Regions from separate parts of the Pan troglodytes genome. Here region 1 is linked to region 2. A link is a contact called in public HiChIP or PLAC-seq data. All regions are on one chromosome and are shown on one strand. The core of a region is the stretch at or near the end of the contact, and the rest is flanking DNA. Distances in the headings are between cores, read along the strand shown. Region 1 holds the start of NRG1 (neuregulin 1). Region 2 holds the start of LOC129135687 (pro-neuregulin-2, membrane-bound isoform-like).

The links. HiChIP or PLAC-seq counts read pairs in DNA pulled down with a chosen protein or histone mark.
Region 1: a contact with region 2 is called in an H3K4me3 HiChIP or PLAC-seq map of stem cell-derived excitatory neurons, with 10 times the contacts expected there. The contact joins the promoter of NRG1 here to the promoter of LOC129135687 in region 2. A contact is called at or near these places in 1 of 7 Hi-C or Micro-C datasets (stem cell-derived neural progenitor cells) and 1 of 1 datasets of contacts at active chromatin or transcription factors (stem cell-derived excitatory neurons).

The regions. Positions count from the first base shown.
Region 1 is chr7:40,930,670-40,937,214 of NHGRI_mPanTro3-v2.0_pri, reverse strand. It overlaps NRG1 (neuregulin 1), which reads right to left and starts at 2,045. Exons shown (of 12, transcript XM_519699.8): 1 at 1,531-2,045. The coding sequence starts at 1,630.
Region 2 is chr7:40,023,310-40,029,323 of NHGRI_mPanTro3-v2.0_pri, reverse strand. It overlaps LOC129135687 (pro-neuregulin-2, membrane-bound isoform-like), which reads right to left and starts at 1,428. Exons shown (of 2, transcript XM_054656638.2): 1 at 566-1,428. The coding sequence starts at 1,310.

The sequences.
Region 1 (6,545 bases), core at 796-3,295, 910 kb before region 2:
AGTAGACAAAGTCACGCAGGGAGGTAACTAGTCCAGCTCCCCAATTTCATATCTTGTTGAATAAAGTGCTATGGTCTCTCCCCAAAATATAGGGTAAAAATAAGGAAAAATTCAATACACCCTCATGAGGGGCAATGATCAGTAATTGAAGTGAATATGATCAGCAGGATCTTATTAAAGAAGCAAGCACAAGAATGGCCAGTGGTGAAACAATTACTCTCTGTTCAATTTCTGTTTTGCTCAAAACTCTGCTGAAGGTCTCTGCCAATAACCCAGGTTCTGAAATGCTATCAGTGATACCAGTAAGAAGACCAAGCAAATGTGGTTTGTTTTCTTCCAGCAAGGGACAAATACTTCTACAGTATTACTGTAGCCACAGTATTATCAAGTACTAGTGAATTAATTCTGCAGAAGTGCTTCATGAAATGTGTGTTGGGGGTACGCTCGAAGCGACTTAAGGCATCTGGATCAATTAATAATTGGGAATTGCAGAGGCAAAAAATAAATTCTCCCCCATCTCCTTCCTCCCCTCTTTTATCAGCTACCTACCAATCACTCATAAACAAGTATTTATTCGACATGCCTCTTTTGTCCAAGGTAATGTCCAAAGCATCAGCGCTTCCTAGGGACATCTAAGGTAAAGCTTTTGTTCATGCTCGTGTTCTGATGATGAAATACAAGATTTGTTTCTAGAAAGCTTCAATTGCCATTTTATTATATAGATAACCAGCAAACAATTGGGTTCAAAAATTCAGATAAACGGTTGTTTTCTTACATCTCTTGGGAAAGTAAATTAACCATATTTATCACAGAGGTCTTGAAAAATAGAACTGTTAAGCCAAAAGTTTGTAGAACTTGTTTGGGGCAGAGCTGATTCCTGGCACTGGACTAGATTTCATCTGCTTCGCTGACCTTTAGGAATCCCTGCCGCTGCTCTTGAGTCTCCGTAGCACAGGACTGAATCAAGATGAACCGGCGCGCACTCTACATCGCTTGCCCTGTGCCCCAAAACGCCGAAGCTAACTTCCCACGCGGCTTCTTGCTCGACCACCCACTTCTGCGCTGCCAGGCACACCGAGGGGACCGGCTCTCCCTCCAGGCGGCCCGTTCCAGCGTTTCCCGCTAGAGGGCACACGGCCCCCGTGCAAAGCGCTTATGGCGCGGGGCACGCGCGCACGCAGCCTCGACTCCTATACCCCAGGTCCCACTCCCGGGCTGGGCTCAGCCGCTAAGGCGCTGGGGAGGGGCCGTGCCAGGGAGCGAAGCGCTCCCGGGACTCTGGGAGGGTGCGGCCGGGACTGCTGTCCCTTGCCCTGAGCTCTGGGCGTAGGCGCCCGGTAGGACTCGGCGCCCAGGTGAGCGGCGGCCCCCAGGAGGGGAAGCACCGCGCGACTCCACGGGTGCTCAGAGCGCAGGGCGAAGAGGATGGGCGAGGGAGAGGGGGAGGGAGAGGCCACGGCATCCGAGGAGGAGGAGGAGTAGGAGGAGCAGGAGGAGGATCGTGGGGCCCGGGCCGCGCTGCGCACCCACCTGGGCTCTGGCTGCCCGCCGCGGACTCCGGCTTCTTGCCGGAGCCTCGCTCCTTCTTCTTGCCCTTCCCTTTGCCTCTGCCTTCTTTGCGCTCGGACATCTCGCCGGAGACGGAGCGCTTTACGCGGACGGCTCTCGGCGCAGGCGAGTTTGGTCCAAGGGCTCGATCGGGTTTGGGAAAAGTTTGTCCCTCGAGGGGGAGAGCGAGCGGCCGCGCTGAGGCGCTCGCGCTGCGCGGGGGCGTCTCCCGTTGCCTGCAGGGAGCGCGGCGCGGACGCGGCGGGCGGTCCGGCCACCTGGAACGGGCGCTCGCCCTGGCTCTCGGGGCTGCTCCTGTCGCCCCGGGAAGTCGTCGATGGGTCCTGCCGCTGGCGGCGCGCGTCCTGGCCTCTGCCCGGCGCCCTCGCAACCCGATCGGGGAGAGATTATCACCGTCCTGCTCACGCTCCCATCGTCCGGCAGCCGCCGCCGCTCAGCTCCTGGCCTCCGCGCGAGCCCGGAGTTCCAACAAGTTTCGGGGAACTCCTCGCCGGCTCTTTTTCAATTGCCCCGCAGCCACCCACCTCCCGCCCGCAGGTTGGAGGCAGGCGCCTCCTTCGCACCCTCCCCTGGCCTCGCCCCCTCCCTCTTCCCCACCACACCCCCACCCCGAGGCGCGGACACGCCACCGGGAGGAGCCTGGGCTCGGCGCTCCCGGGCGCAGCCCCTTTTCCTCCCGCGCTGGCCGGGCGGGGGGTGGCGGCGCGGCTGCCGGGAACCCCCGACAGGGGTCGCTGGACGCTGCGCGGAGACCGAGGCCAGCGCCCCGGAGACCCGGGAACCCAGGCGGAGACCCGAGGCTCTCGCTGCCCGCTCCCCTCCGCAGCCAGGCAGCGCCTGGGAGGGCTGCTCCGTCCCCTTCCACGCGGAGAAGCACGGCGCAGAGAAAAGTTTGCGACTCCCACACCTGTGCCCCAAGCAGAGGCTCCGTGGTCAGGAACCCTGGGAGGAGTGCGGGGGGAACGTTGGTGGCTTTCCCAGAAGAGTTCGGGGTTCATTCCTTAACTCACTTAAGTACAAAAGCCCTGTCGCACGCAGGCGAAAATAAACTCTAGGTGGAAGGGAGTTTAAGAAAAGGCTTCCTTCCAGGTGCACAGGAAGGGCTAAGCGAACCTTAAAGATGCTAGGTTGCGCTCTCCTGCTGGGTCTGCGCCGTGTGCGTGTGTGTGTGTGTGTGTGTGTGTGTTTAGTAAGTGCCTGTTAGAAATCTTCAGCTTTTCCTTAAAAAATAACCTGGCCTCTTCTAAGGGGGTGCCCTTAAACTACGTCTCTTACTACAACTTAATTTTCAGAGGAACTGATAAAAAACATAGTTCGGAGCACGACTCAGAATAATTAAAATTACTGCAGCCGCTGAAAGTCACTCAGTTCTGCCGAGTGGAAAAGCAGGCAGGGAGGGGTAGAATAAAGACACAGAACTGGAGATCCTTAATTCGTGAATGTGGGGTTTCTCAGATTCAAACTTTACTCAGAACTGCGCGTGAAACCTACTCCTTCCCTTGTCCTCCCTCTGGTGGAGAATTCTAAAGAGCAAGGAAATAAGGCATTGACCCCTCCCCTGCAAAGGACAAAAGTTAAAGACCAGGGTAACGGGCACCACGGAAGGATCCAGAATTGTCCACATGTAGAGAAAACATTCTCAGAGTTATACCACAGCTGTGGCTAACTTACACTCTTAATTTACAGTGAAATACTCTTGTGTTGTGGTCGGGAAGTGGTGAGTTGGAACAATCCATATTCAAAATCTATTGCTTCACTTTAAAAGTGACTTGCTCTTGGTTTTCCATTTTCTGGGGTCAATGCTAACTGAACCATTACCTACACACGACCTTCTCACGGTATTTTCTGATGGCCGCAATTTAAATAAAAGTGCAGTCTGGAGTGTCTCCTTGATATGTAGATGGGAAGGGAGGGAGGGAAATATGTTCACTTTAAAACTGTCCTAAAATCACACTAATTTTATTCTAGTTTAATTTGCACTGTCATAAGAACGAAACTCTGTTGAATGGGTTTAACTGTGAAAAGATATCCTAGCAGTCTTGCCATCATTATTTATAGTTTAAAAGTTTGATGTCCAAGTAGCTTCTGATAGCCTTCCTACAAACACCAAATATAAATTTCACTGGGCTATAAAGACAGCAAAAGCAGAGAAAAGATGATGAATATATCTCAGTAGCACTATTAATATTCCACAGAGACGTATGCAAGATGGAGTCTGAACACTGGCTGAAATAACTCTGTTTTCCCAGGAGGGGGCCACTGCTCAGTAAGCAAGAAATAGCAAAATTCAGAGAAGTCCTTTCGAAACAGATATTTTGTCCCAAGGATGTGAGACAGCATAAGGGCTTAGTATACACTACCACATATTCTCTAACATGGCATTATGTTAGAATTGAAGGACTGAAAGCAAAGATGTATTCTGGGATCTTTTTTAAAAAATAAGATTTTCCCCAATTAAAAAAAAAAAAGCTCAAAATCCATTTCTATGGAAATGTTGTAATCCTGCTACTTTTGTTTAGGGTCTGGATGTTTTGCTTCAACAAAACAGCTTACTGGTCATTTTTAGAGTAATTTTTCAGTGAGATAGGGGAAGAGCCTACGATTTTGTGATACATTTTCATTTGAATGAACCTGAAGAGGTAGTTGACAGTCTTCCAAAATTAAGCATACATGACTACAAAAGAGATTACAGATACTATGGTGGCTTTAAGATAAAACATAAAAGCAGGATTCCTACAGGAATTTTAGGGCTGAGGAATGAATGAATATGAAGGGAGGGAGGTGAGTATAAATGAGCATTTAATAATTGTTTTTCCTTGGTTTGATGTGATGGAGGGGAAAAGACAGGACAAAAATTGCAATGATAAATATTGAAGGGATTTTAAGGAAAGATGATGAAATGGCAATTGCATGACAACAATTCTTTCTGGAACCATATCCAGATTCTCGAGTTACATTTTAGTTATCACTTGTAGCTGAATTCTCAGGAAATTCAAGGCTCAGTCCAAAAAGGTTTTTTTCTAAAAATCGTTAGGTCTTTATGTTATTTAATGTTAATTTTAAGGGGTTTTATTACATTATTTATGACCAGCTAAAAGATTAACCAAATAAATGTCCATTTCTTGGATAGTTAAAACATTTATGAGATTTATCAAGAATTTGATATTGTCCTTAAATTATTCATCTCTGTGGTCAGGAGTAGCAAATGAATTTCTTTTGCATTTGTAAAAAACCTTGGAACTGACCAGAACAAGGGATGGAGAAAAGAGGAAGAATATTTTTGCTTTAAAAAAAAAACCCAATTGTATAATTTAGAAATGATGACATATCTTAATGATTTAATTTTATTAATTTGTGTATTGTTCAGGTCTTAGATCATGTATTATATAGGGTATATCAGCTCCCAGGTAAATTGTCAACATAACTCCTGATAAAAAGAGTACAGATTTTAAAAAATAAACACCTTGGGCATTAAAGAAATGCAAAATTTAGATCTCACATTAAATGACAGCGTAAGAGAAACGCAATCGTGTGCCACTACATTTTTCCTTGGCTAGACTTAACTTTTAGAAGGACTCTTAGAATCTACAAAGCTGGCTGAATATATCCTCTCAGTAAATCCCATTTGGGAAATACTCCAAGAAAATTTTTAAAACATGGAAAAATTAAAGAAGACTAACAAGACAAATTGCATTTTTGGCAAAATATTATGCATGTTGACAGTAATGGGACTTTAGAATTCTGCAAATAGTCACTTTTAACTTTTTTAAATCAAGTAACTTAAGATAATTTAAACAAAGATTACTTTTTTAAAAACTTTGCAACAAAGTTGACATTAATGAAGATGCATGAATGCAAAGAAAATCTCACTCAGCAGAGTCAACTTCAAAACAACCACTAAATGTATATGATTCATTCATTCACCAAGCATTTACTGAACTAAGTGATAGACAGGCCGGGCATGGTGGCTCATGCCTGTAATTCTTACACTTTCAGAGGCTGAGATGAGTGGATTGCTTGAGCCCAGGAGTTCAAGACCAGCCTGGGCAACATGAGGAAATCCTGTCTCTACAAAAAAAAAAACAAAAAAAAAACGATACAAAAATTAGCCAGGTGTAGTGGTTCTCCCCTGTAGTCCCAGCTACTGGGAGGTTGAGGTGGGAAGATCACCTGAGCCCTGGGAGGTTGAGGCTGCAGTGAGCCATAAATGTGCCACTGCACTCCAGCCTGGGTGACAGTGAGACCCTGTCTCATAACAATAAATAAATAAATAAATAAATAATAAGCTAGGCAGTAGAGAAACAGAAATAAAATACTGTCTCTGATCTCATGAACCTAAAATATTGTGAGAAAGGCATAAAAACAAATTAAATATGACAATACAATATGAAAAACAAGGCCAGATGAGTTTTCTGGAAATGAAGCTCATAAAATTTGGGGGATCTTTTAAAAGAAAAATACTGCAAAATTAAACTTACAAATTTAGGTAATAAGAAATTAAAGAAGCTCTTGCAAGTCAGAGACCCTGAAGAGTAAGCTGCCTTAGCTTATGGTAAATTCACTTTTAGTGATTCCAAGCATATTCCAACATCTGCACCATAATTACAGCAATGGTACTTGACAATTATATACTATTTTGGAGATTAAATAATACTGTTACATAATATCACTATAAATAGGAGACATTAACAAGCAATCAAAAGGAATACACACAAAACTGAGATAAGCAAAGACCATCCTATGAGGGAGGAAATTGAGGTGAAAGGAGGCTTAATAATTCACAGATTTGCGATTGTCCTGTGTGTTCAGTTAGACTCTTAGCATCAACATGCATGTTGAGTTTATTAGGCAAAGCACTTCTGACCAGCAAGACACTCTGGCAAAACTAGAAGTGGTACCCTCCATTTGGCAAATATTTAATAGAATTACTAATTAGTCATTGTCTCCTGTAAAGACAGTTTTATGATAAAATTATG
Region 2 (6,014 bases), core at 179-2,678:
ATATTCACAAGGTACAGACTGCACCTCTCTGCTGGACATTGAGTTGCCAAAAAACTCTGCCACATCTGTCGGGGAATGTCAGTGCACTGCCCCTTCCTTGCAGAGACTTCACAGACACAGAAGCAAACCCCTAACCATCTCCACACTCTGGACTCCAAGTGACGGGAAGGCGTTAAAATCCTGCGGGACTCACCCTTCCTCCTTCAAAGGAGGCCCAGAATCAGCAACTCCTAACCAAAGCCAAGTTCATATCACCCACAAGAAAGCAGCCGGCACATTTCCGATCTACTTGGTGAGCCAAACCCCAAAGGATTAAAAAGTTTCAGGAGGCCCCAACCCAGGACTAAACTTGGGCTTTCTCCAGTGGCAAAGCCTAAGACAAGGGAAGCTGGAGAAAGCGAAACCTCCCTCTCTGAGGATCCCTGAGAACCCACCACCCTGAAACCAACAACTGGGACCCAGAGCGCCTCTGCCTTGCTCGGGCGGCCGTCGAGCCCCGCTGCCCGCGCGCCGGGGATGCGCCCTCCTCGCCGCGGGTTCGCGCCCCCAAGGGCGAGGAACTTACCGCACCGCTTGCACAGCACCCGGCTGACCTCCTTCTTGAGGTTCCGGCCCGTCTCCAGAGGGGGGAAAGAGGCTCGGAAGGCGGCCGGCGCGCGGCTGGTGCTGTTGGCGTCGGGCTCCATGAAGAAGATGTACCTGCTGTCCTCCTTGAGCCTCCCGCAGGAGGGGAAGGCGGGGTGGCCCCAGGTCCCCAGGCGCACGGTGAGCAGCGAGTCCTTCTTCAAGCCCCCGGCTTTCACCGCCCACACCTGGTGCACCTTCACCAGATAGGGCGCCTCCTCCCCGGGCTCGCCGGCGCTGGGCACCGGGGCGGTGGGCCAAGAGGGCACGGTCCCGTTGGCGGCGAGCAGCGGCTCCTCGGCGGGCGGCCCCAGCGCCCGTGGGCCCGCGGCTGGCGGCTCGCGATCGCCGCCCCACGCCCCTGCCTCGCCCGCCGCCGCCGCCGCCTTCCTGTCGAGTGCCCCCTGCTGCCGCCGCTGCGGGTGCACCTTTCCCTCGATCACCACCGCGGCGCGCTGAGCTAGCTCCTGCACCGATCCCACGCTGGGCGGGGACGAGTAGCACACCGAGGCCCCCGCGGGAGCCGCCTCGTTGCCGGCCGCCGCCCCCGGCGCCAGGGCCGCGGTCCCCAGCAGCAGCAGTAGTGGCAGCAGCGGCAGCGGCGGCGACGAGCGGGCGGCGGAGCCGGGGCGCTGGGCCCGGGGGCCGGGACGCCCGGAGCGGCGCGGGGCGCGTCGCCATCTCATGGTGCGAGGTGCGTGCGGGCTTCTGGCTGTCGGTTCGGACTCTGCCCGGCTCTCTCGCGCTGCCTCCCTTTTCCTTCCCCTCGCAGCACCACTCCTCCTCCTCCCCCCTTGCCCTCCTCCTTTTATTTATTTATTGGGGGTGCAGGGGTAGGAGAGTTGTTTATGGGAGGAGGAGGGGGGAAGAAGTGGATGGAACCACAGAAAGGCGAAGAGGTATAAGGGCAAAAAAAAAAAAAAAAGGCAAAATAGAAAAGGCAAAAAAACCGCTGCCGCCGCCTCGGTTACAGGGAGTGACAGGTCCCCCCACCCCCCGCGCCGCCGCCGCGCCCGAGCCCTGCTGTCGGGGCTGCTGTCACCGGAGGAGGACGTGGAGGTGGAGGAGCTGCTCCGCGGGTGACAGTCCTTTGTGTGAAGTGATGCTGCGGCGGCTGCTGGGGCTGCGAGCAAGCGGCTGGGAGAGAGCGCGAGGGAGAGAGCCCTGGAGGCGGAGTTGCGTGCCTGGAAATCGCTGGGTGGCCGCGGCGGCGACAGCGTCCTGCGCCTCGCCAGCCTGTTTACCTGTAGTGCCAACTCGGCCCGCGCGTCCTTTCCCCATGCTGCTGCCGGAGCGGAGCGGGACCCGCGAGTGGGTCCTCCTGGGCGTCCCCGTCCCCGCGCGCCTCCTCCCTCTCTGTCGCCCCAAGTGCTGCAATGGGAGGACGGGCAGCAAACAGGCTGCAGTCCGAGTGGGCTGCGGAGGTTTACTGGGGAGTGAGAGGTGACGCTTCAGTGAGCAAGGACCTGTAGCCGGCGCAGGATGCCCAGGCGCCGGTGGGAGGCAGGCAGAGAGGGGCAGGTGGGACCCCGGGCGTGCGGGTCCTCGGTGCAGAAAAGTTTTGGGTGAACCCGTTGCTTGACACTTAAAAGGGAGCAACATGTTCGCAGGCGACAAGCAGCGATTAAAACAACAACTTTATAACGCTCTCTCTCCTTGCAGCGCGCACACACAGTGCGCACTTCAGATGTGACGCCTCCTCTACTCCATGCTCCTTTGATCCTTCGGTCTTCATGACCCCCGCCTTTTCTTTTACTGAAATTCCTGCTTCACCATGACTTTATGACATGTGTGGTACTGCTGATAGGAGCATAGTTTGAATAAAATATTTGCTGAACGAGGCCATTTTGTACAAAGTTTATGGCACTTTGTCAACTAATGGGTTTTGCAAAAAATAAAAATAAAAAGTGAAATGAAAGAAGCTTCTACGGCTATTGGAACAAAAGATCCCAGGCATAAGGAGTTGTAGGTATTTAACCTCCACCTGGTATTGTGCCACCTGAATACCAAGCTCCCCCAACTCCACCCCCATCTGTCCCCCTACCCCCACATGTCCTGCCAAATTTAAAGAGCTATGTCTAAAACAAGAATCCATCCTCTCCCGGGATATTCCTTTCAACAAATGCCATTCCACAGAAAGGGAACACATTTTTAGCATTTCAAGGTAAATATTTTCTCTCATGTTCTTTTATAGTGAAAAATATATTCAGTGACCTCATAAAACAGTTAAAGTTGTTATTCAATGGGCGATAGATCCACATTGTGAGAACTGAAGAATTTTAAAGTACTCTTACTTCATAATATCTTTACTCTGGGATTCTACGTGTTGCTTCTAGCAGTTTCTTGAAAGTATGTCATAGAAGCTTTAGATTTTTATATAAAAAATAAAAACAGATGATAAGCTACAAAGATCTTTTTGTTCTTGGCATAATATAGTTGGCTACAAAACAAGGTTCCATTCTCTCAAAGTGCAGTTTGGAGGGACAGGGTCATCACACTCCCTGTGTGTCTTGGCAAGGGGAGATTCCTGTTACTCATACCCTGATGGAGCGCTTCAGGAGAAGATCACCATTTAGCAGCATAGTTGGGCAGGTCTGGCCTCCAGTATACGTTCACTTGAACCCTGCATGGTGCTTCTAGCGATTTACTGAAAGAAAGTGGTTCAAACATCCAATCCTACTAATTTCTTTACTTTTCTTTAGCCTGGCCTCCCATATTTCTGACTCGACTTTTTGGGAGGTACAACTCTGGCCTAGAACACTTTCTTTCTCTCTACCTTCCAGATTTGTAACAGTTATCTGTCACTATATGACAAACCACTTCAACATTTGGTGACCTGTTGGTTCATTTAGCCCAAGATTCTGCAAGTTGGCAATTTGGACTGGGTTCAGCTAGGGTGGGGTTCTTCTGTTGACCTCATTGATGGCTCTGCTGGGGGCTATCTAGTCTCCCATGGCTTCCACTGACACATCTCATCTCATAAAGAATGTGGTCTCTTCCTCCAGCAGACTTAACCTGGGCCTGTTCATGGCAGCTGGTTGTGTTTCAATAGAGTGGCCGGAGATGTGCGAGGTCTCTTGAGGTCTAGAATCAGAATTAGCACGTCAACATTGCCACCATTACAAGGCCAGGGGCAGAGGAGTAGACTCTACCTCTCTTCACATAAGGACCTGAAAAGTTGCAATGCCAAAGAGCAGAGATACAAGCAGGGGAAGAATTAGGCCATTTCTGCAAATAATCCACTGCTGAACTTAGGCATCCTTTGAGATCCATCTGCCCCATGAAGCCTCCTTTCTGACATACTAAACACTGGAGTGACCACTCCACAAAGTGCACTTTCCCTGCATTTGCAGTCTATATCATGTCTCCTCACTCTTGATCATGTTATCTTATTGAGCCCAAGTTTTTCAGGAGTTTTACTCCCATCTCTCCAACTAGATTGCAAACTTGTTAGCAGAGACGACAGTTTCTATATTCCCCAATTTTGATCCAGTTTGGGTCAAATATTAAGTACTCAATAAATGTCGGCTAATTAATCATGGATTGATGTGGCAATGTGCTTACCACACATTAATCCAACACTATCATAGATAAATGGAATTCCAGGGGCAATAAAAACAACAATAAAATTTTAAAGCACTGGCTTAGAATGTCATTAAAGGAATAGATATGCCCCTGTTAGTACTATACAAAGCATTTTGTCTATGATGAAACATAAGCCTCTTCTTTAAAGTGGTATTTTTTAAAAAGACCCTGTTCCCACATTATCTCCTACTCTTCCTCTCTCTGTTAAGTGGCATTAATGAGTAATTCTTATAGATATTTTCTGTGCAAAGGTAGGCCTTCTTTAAACAGCTCAGTACTAAGAACTGTTTGCACACATATTTCATTTCAATTCTTGTATCAGAGCCTTCATTTACCCACCCACATTGGAAGGATGTTGCTGATTTTGCCCTTTTGCACGAGAAGGGAATGGCATTTCTAATATGATTAACATATGCTTAAGAAAAGGTATGAATAATTGTTTAGTATGATTAAATGCTGTTCGGAAAAGGGACAATTTAATTTGTCCACACCAATGCTTTAAAAAGACAGAAAGAAAAAGGTTCAGTCTTTTGTAAACTTCCTAAAACCAGTGGTTCTCAATTTTTAGTGAGCATCAGAATCATCTGTGCAAATGCACAGATTGCTGGCCCTGCCCCCAGATTTTCTGATTCAGTAGATTGGGGATGGGGGTGGATACAAATTTGCATTTTTAGCAAGTTCCCAGGTGATACGGATACTACTGGTGATAGAGACTGTACTTTGAGAACTGCCAAAATCTTGAGATTTATAAGCATCAATATCCACAGCATACTAAACCTGTAAACGTGTAAGAATACTTAGGCATTCAATATCCCCTCCATCTTGAATCTTCCCCTTCTCTGTTTCAGTAAGGGAATGTGGATTGCCTCCTGGATTACTAGGGCCTGATGCTATTTAGCAGACATTATGACCAGTTAAGGGGGCAACTATACCTGTTGATAGTAAAAATGAGTGCTTCCTTGGGGCTTAACATGTTTCCATGGTCAAAGTTGAAAATAAAAGGAAAATTAGGGGTCAGAGAAGCTGTCATCATGTTATCTGCTCAAGCAGGGAAAGAGCAGACATAAAATTATGCAGGTAAATGTGAAACACTATTTTTAGTAGTTTAGAAAATATGGGGGGAAAAAGTCCACAATTGCCTCCACAGTGCAATGGCAACCTGAAATGGTTTTCCCACCCCTAGCACTTTATTCCTGATTAAATGCTCCTAAATGGTGGTTATGAAAGGGCAACAGAAAATTCACAGAGGCACTGATACCTACTTTATCATCATTGACCAACAGCACACAGAAGTACACACCTCCAGCTATAAATCATGAAACAACCATTCTGCGGGGCCTGGAGTCCTGAATTTGCAGTCTCCGAAAGAAGCCTCACTTAACAGCCTGTCTTAGAGCAGGTGCAGGATCCATGACTATTTAGACACAGCAGACTAACAGCAAGCTGGGTTTGAGTGAAAAACAAGTTACAAGAACTGGTGAATGTGAACCGTTATAGGCCACCCAGGAGAAAAAATGTAGCAGAATGTCTCTCTCTCTGTCGAATGGTAGCGAGAAAGTTGGGGAGATTCTTAAAAAATCAGCTGCAATATGAGTCTTTAAGAACTGGGCCTAGATCCTTGAGTCACAGACTTTAGGGTCCCTGGTCACCTCCACCTACCCACCTATCCATCCATCTCTCCATCTATCCATTTCTTTAAGAGTGTGTGTGTGTGTGTGTGTGTGTGTGTGTGTGTGTGTGTGTATTTAAGTCAATACTATGCAGCATAAGGGGGAAATATTAAGATGAAAGGTTCCTGCCCTGAA